Regions from separate parts of the Mus musculus genome. Here region 2 is linked to region 1. A link is a contact called in public promoter capture Hi-C data. All regions are on one chromosome and are shown on one strand. The core of a region is the stretch at or near the end of the contact, and the rest is flanking DNA. Distances in the headings are between cores, read along the strand shown.

Region 1 (3,033 bases), core at 356-2,855:
TAATTTTTGGATTATTTGTTTGCTTGCCTTTTTAAAACAATCTTTGTTTTGAATGCCAACTTATTGCTAAATGAATGGTTGCAAATATTTTCTCTCATTCTGATATCACTTCTGCTTTGTAACAGTCCTATAGTTTGTAATGTGTTTTAAACAATCCTATAATATACACACTTAAATTATGAACAATAACACTAAGTACTGTTTTTAAAAGATTTATGTATTTTTATTTTAGAAGTGTTTTTACATTTTATATTTTATAAATGTTTTGCCTGAATGTTTCTTTTCTTTTTTTTCTTTTTTTTTTTGGTTTTTTGAGACAGGGTTTCTCTGTATAGCCCTGGCTGTCCTGGAACCTACTTTGTAGACCAGGCTGACCTTGAACTCAGAAATCTGCCTGCCTCTGCCTCTGGAGTGCTGGGATTAAAGGCGTGCGCCACCACACCACGCCTGGCTTGCCTGAATGTTTCTAAGTGTACTGCATGTGTGCCTTGTCCCCATGAAGGTCAGAAGGGCACCAGATCCCCTGGAACTGGAGTTTCAGTTTTGAGCCTTCATGTGGGTATTGGGAACTGAACCTGGGTCTTTCTGCAAGAGTAGCCAGTGCTCTTAACTTCTGATCTACCTCTCCAGCCCCAACATGAGCACTTTTAAAAATGAAACATCTGGGTGGTGGTGGCGCACACCTTTAATAACAGCACTTAAAAGGTAGAGGCAGGCAGATTTCTGTGAGTTTGAGGCCAACCTGGTCTAAGAGGGAATTCTAGGACAGCTAGGGCTACACAAAGAAACCTTGTCTTGAAACAAACCAACCAACCAACCAAACCCTTAAAAACCATTCTTTGACTTGGAGTTAGGTTTGTCTTTGTAGCTTTGCTTGGTCTTGTTTGTCTTTATGCTGAAAATGAAATGTACAGATTGATTGAGCCCAGTGAGGCATTGACAGAAGAGGATTGCGTGTACATGGCCCCTGCGTATACATGACTTGGAGACGCGCAACAAAGATGCCCCTTTTAAGAGAGTCTTACTGCCTTCCTCCGAGCAATGTGCGTGCAGCCTATGTTTAGAGTCTGCTTCAGACACATGAATCCCCAGGTCATGAGTTCACAAGAGCAGCATACATTTGGATAAGTGAGCAATGCAGAAGTATAAAGACATTTCAGTTCATCACACAGCATTCTTTACAATACTTACTTAGAACCTAGCTTAGCTTTTTCTCTACTGCTGTGATAAAACATCTTAACCAAGACAACTTTGAACAAGTGTTCCAATGTCCAAAACTGTAGGGAATGGTTGTCATTTAAACCACCACAGGACATCTATCTGATTAGCTGAGTGTTAGATCTGGTTGAGTGCTGCCTAAACTTGCTTTCCCCCTTCTGTTCATGGATGCAGAGTCCATATTCCAAGTATGCTGCACTTTTAACTTGAGAGAAACCAATCTGCACCCACTGCTCACCTCGTCAGACCTCTGTACTGGGAGGAAATTCACAAACAGGAATTTAGAATGTGGTTAGTGTTTTGTTGAAGGAGTACAGGATAGTGAGTTACAGACAGGGCGTCAGCCAGGCTGATGGCGCTGGGGAGAGCGGGAGCAGGGACGAGGAATCAGATCACCAGCCTGAGCTGCTGCTTGCAGACCGCTTTCCTCACCTGTAACGTGCAGATGACAGACACAGCCAGCTCCTTTAGCTTAGAGTTGGTTACTCATGTGATAGAGGGGTACAGATGCTGAGCGGGTGAGAGGACACAGTAAAAGCTTTTCCTGGTGTGATGGCTACTCTGAGTTGTCAGCATGACTGGTCGAGAAACACTCCAAATCCAGATGCAGGACTGTCTGTGAGGACATTCTAGAGGAGATTCACTAATTGGGTGGACCTGCCACACTGGGGTAAAGGGACAGAAGGCAGCTTGCCGCTTCACCCTCTCATGCTCTTCATGGTGCATGCTGCTCTGCTGTCAGGGTGGACTGCAGCCTCTGAAACTGAGACAAAATAAACTGCTTCTTGAGTGTAGTAGAGATTTTTAGTCCCAGTCCAGAGTTTTACCCCACCTCTATCATTCAATTCCCAGATAAAGGACACAGACAACTTTTATATTTACTGTAAGCCTTAAACAGCACAAAGGCTGGGCAGATGTCTAACCTCTGTGCTATTAGAATCTACTTTCCTATCAATAACCTCGAGTTATTACTTAACCCTGTTTCATCTGGGCTGCTTTTAACTCCAGTTGGCCAGCCCTCAGGGCCATGTTTTCATGACTCACCTAACCCGTGGCAACTTTCTCTTCCTCCTCCACCTTTTTCCCCTCTTGGTTCTCTTTTGACTCCCAAGCCTGGGAAACTGAAAACAATGACCCCCCCCCCCCATACACACACCTGTGTCTCTTCTGCCTAGCTATTGGCTGACAGCATCTTTACCTACCAATCAGAAATAACTTGGGAGCAAGGTCACATAGCTCACTTAGGTCTACTGCAGACTCTCATCTTGGGGATGAGATTATAATATACAGTAAAAGACCAAACCTCAGCACTTGGGTCCTGCCTCCTACTCCCAACATGCAGCTCTGTGTTGCCTTGTTAAAATCCCACTGGCTAGCAGTTATGTGGCCAAGCTTTGATTCAAGAATGGACAGGTAGATTTTCACCATTCTGTGGGAAGACTTACAGAAAAAAGTATGCATGATATGTGGGAGTTAACACACGCGCATGCGTGCACACACACACCACCAACTGTTCATAATACTAGTAACCTAACATTCAATGAGTCATTTCTCTAAACAATACTTAGTACAAATGAAACATGTCTGCCCTGAAATTATCTGACATAATGAAACCTTTGAGCACCCTGGGTTTTTACATCTGGTAAAATGTATGTAGCAGATATTCCAATGTTGAAGAACTATGAAATCTGAAACACTTCTGGGCCCAAGTGTTTCATAAGCAAACACCCAGCCTGTAAAGAGACATAGGAACTGTTCTTTTTTTTGTTTTGTTTTTTCTTTTAAAGATTTATTTCTTTATTATATGTAAGTACA
Region 2 (2,899 bases), core at 391-2,890, 82 kb before region 1:
AGCATCATCACACACAGCCTCCACCTCAGCATCATCACACACAGCCTCCACCTCAGCACCATCACACACAGCCACCTCAGCATCATCACACACAGCCACCTCAGCATTGTCACACATAGCCACCACCTCAGCACTGTCACACACAGTCTCCACCTCAGCACCATCACACACAGCCACCTCAGCAGCATCACACACAGCCACCTCAGCACTGTCACACACAGCCACCACCTCAGCACTGTCACACACAGCCACCACCTCAGCACTGTCACACACAGCCACCACCTCAGCACTGTCACACACAGCCACCTGAGCATGCTCACATGCTTCGGCTCTGCAGCTCTGCCCAACATCAATTCTATCTCTATCTTCTCTGTCCTATCCAGCCCTCATTTCTTTCTCCATTACCTTGACCACTATTCAGGCAGTCTATGCCACTCCAGAATCTAGAGAGAGCCTTTTGGCAACTCTTGTCCATAGTCCTCCTAGCCATCCTGTCTACCCATAAGGCACTACTTCATCTTTCAGAATCAGGTACTGAGGAAAACCTCTGCCATCTCCAGCCTCTCATATGAGATAAGCTCTGTGACAGGAAGAGGTGGAACAGGAGGCAACAGTAACATTGTGAAAGAAGTGTGGCTGAAGCTTAAAGATCAGGGCCTGCCCTGAGGAGACCTCATTTGTTTTCTCCTCTAGCTTCTGTCTCTTCCACCGTTTCTTAGACCCACAGGCTCAGCTCTCACTTCTCATGGTCTCTCACTCTCTTCCATGTTCTTGGATCTGAAATGTACCTCCTTCTTAGGTCCTTAGGCCTTACTTAGTTTCCATCCCGCAGGCTTCATTTTCTTGGCTCCATTTTTTTCCCTGCTCATAATCATTGCCACATTCTGTGCGTATGTGTGTGGTGCGCGCGCGCGCGTGTGTGCGTGCATGTGCAGTGATGTGTGGTGTGTGTGGTGTGTGGTGTGTGTGTGTGTGTCTGAGAGTGAGAATGTGTGGTATGTGTATGCGTGTGAAGGTATTCATGTGTGTTTGTGTGTGTGTGTAACGGTGTGAGTGTATGTGTATCTGGAGGTGTGTTGTGTATGCGTGTGTCTGTCTGTATCTGTGTGTGTGTGTGTGTGTGTGTGTGTGTGTGTGTGTGTGTGTGTGAATGCCCATGCACTGTGCCAGAGATTGAACCAGGATTACTGATTCTGAGAGGTCGGCAACATTTCAGAGACTAAGAAGTTGTTATCATTGCCAGTGGCTGACCCTACTTGGCAGTTCTGTGTCTGTATTTTAGGTCCACGAGTGGGAGGATTTTGCTTATTTCATTCTGTGCTGTTTTCCCAGGGCCTGGAAGATGCCTGGCACACTGTTGACGCTCACTAAACATCACCTGAATGAGTGATGGAGGATAAATCTTGTAGCTATTTCCTCCACATTGAAACATTACCTAAGCCGAGGAGGGGATCTTGTAAGACTCTGAAACCTAATACGACTTATAAGGCTCGGAAGCTGAGAAAGCAGACCCTGGTGAAGGCATGTGACTGCAGGTACCATGTGAATAGAAAAAAAATCTGCCTGAAGACTAGGGCAAAGGTGAGCCAAGCGCTCCACACTCAAATACCACCACAGCCCTGATCACAGCGCGAACATCCTCCTGATCCTCCCGGATCATTAGAACTTTGGACTCTTTGGTGAGCTTGTTTAGGGTAAGCACAAGGCTAGATTTTCTCTTGTGCAATCTAGAGGGTTTCACTGACAATCTGTCCTTAGGGTGCTGCTCTGTCCTGGTAATGTTTTAAGGTCAGTCACGTATTATAGTATTTGTTCATTCTTGAAGAAGTAAATTAATTCACCAAATACTTATAGAGGACCACCGAGTACTTTACAGAGGGGTGAAGAGATGAAGGACGGAGAGCCTTATTGGAGGGGATAATGAAGAAAAGGGAGAGGGCTTAGACTCATGAAGAAAATGAGATTAGACCTTCATGGAACAATGTTTTCATGAAACATGGGGTTTTGTAGGTTTGAAGGAGGCTGGCCGATACTTGAATTTAAATAAGAGTTGGTACAATACAAACGTCTGTTGTCTGGTTTAGATGCCAACCCTTTTACCTAAAATATAAAACGGAAACACATTCACAAAGAACAAAGTCAGAAATTGCAGTAAAATTGCAGTCAGCTTGGGCTTCATCCTCAAATCATCATATTTCTACTCAAAAAGAGACGAGAACCTTCCAGAAGGAAGGCTTGAAAGGTCTAGGGTCAATGCGGAGCCTTACCATAGTTTTTATGGCTTTTATTTTTATTGATTCAAAGTCTAAATGCTTGATCTTACTATTCTAACAGGAAGAGAGGATGTCCACTCCAGCTCCCCCACCCCACATCAGCTTTTCCCATGAAATTACAGCCTTAGTCAACAGTAGATCTACTATCCTGAAAAGGCTATGTTAGTCAACTGTAGATCTATAGCCCTGTAAAAGGCTGTTGTCAGAAGGAAAGGTTGAAGACATGCAAGTGACTTTTCTGGAGATGGCCCAGTGTTTTGCATAGCCTGCAGAGGGTGAGCGCTGAGGCAAGGTCCCAAGAGACTTCATCCCAGGATTGCTTCTTGCTGCTGATATGCCTTTTCCTGTCACTATTACACAGTCTAATGATTTCTGGGGATTAGTCCACCCTATTGGGAAAATTTTCTTCAGATTAACACGAAGATGTACTTTCATGTAGTAATGCTGTGTAGACAAATTGATGATTTCATAATTCCTAAAAAATGATTTTATAAAATTCCTAAATTTATACAAGTAATTTCGAGCCCTCTAAAAGCTGCAGATTGGGCTCTGTAAATCTTCATGTGTTCCAGGCTACTTGCACTAGGATAAGAAAGCAGGCTTGGAACCAATTGACTATCAGGAAA

Evidence for each region. Promoter capture Hi-C pulls out the DNA fragments that hold promoters and counts their contacts.
Region 2: a promoter capture Hi-C map of liver shows a contact between it and region 1. The contact joins two enhancer-like sites. A contact is called at or near these places in 2 of 39 promoter capture datasets (embryonic stem cells and liver), 2 of 15 datasets of contacts at CTCF or cohesin (both in the NIH/3T3 cell line), 28 of 484 Hi-C or Micro-C datasets (the C2C12 cell line, CD8 T cells, the CH12 cell line and 16 more) and 4 of 115 datasets of contacts at active chromatin or transcription factors (embryonic stem cells, epiblast stem cells and kidney).

Annotation. Positions count from the first base shown.
Region 1 is chr3:121,796,778-121,799,810 of GRCm38.p6, reverse strand. The region is part of intron 1 of Abcd3 (ATP-binding cassette, sub-family D (ALD), member 3); the gene reads left to right. Among named protein-coding and RNA genes, the nearest start is that of Abcd3, 17 kb to the left of the region's middle. Within about 2 kb of position 1,605, at least 7 of the 459 cell types and tissues checked have an H3K27ac peak or open chromatin away from gene starts, as enhancers often do. A contact at or near this core is called in liver, where this site is marked.
Region 2 is chr3:121,879,287-121,882,185 of GRCm38.p6, reverse strand. No RefSeq gene overlaps it. Among named protein-coding and RNA genes, the nearest start is that of Gm34050, 23 kb to the left of the region's middle. Within about 2 kb of position 1,640, at least 8 of the 459 cell types and tissues checked have an H3K27ac peak or open chromatin away from gene starts, as enhancers often do. A contact at or near this core is called in liver, where this site is marked.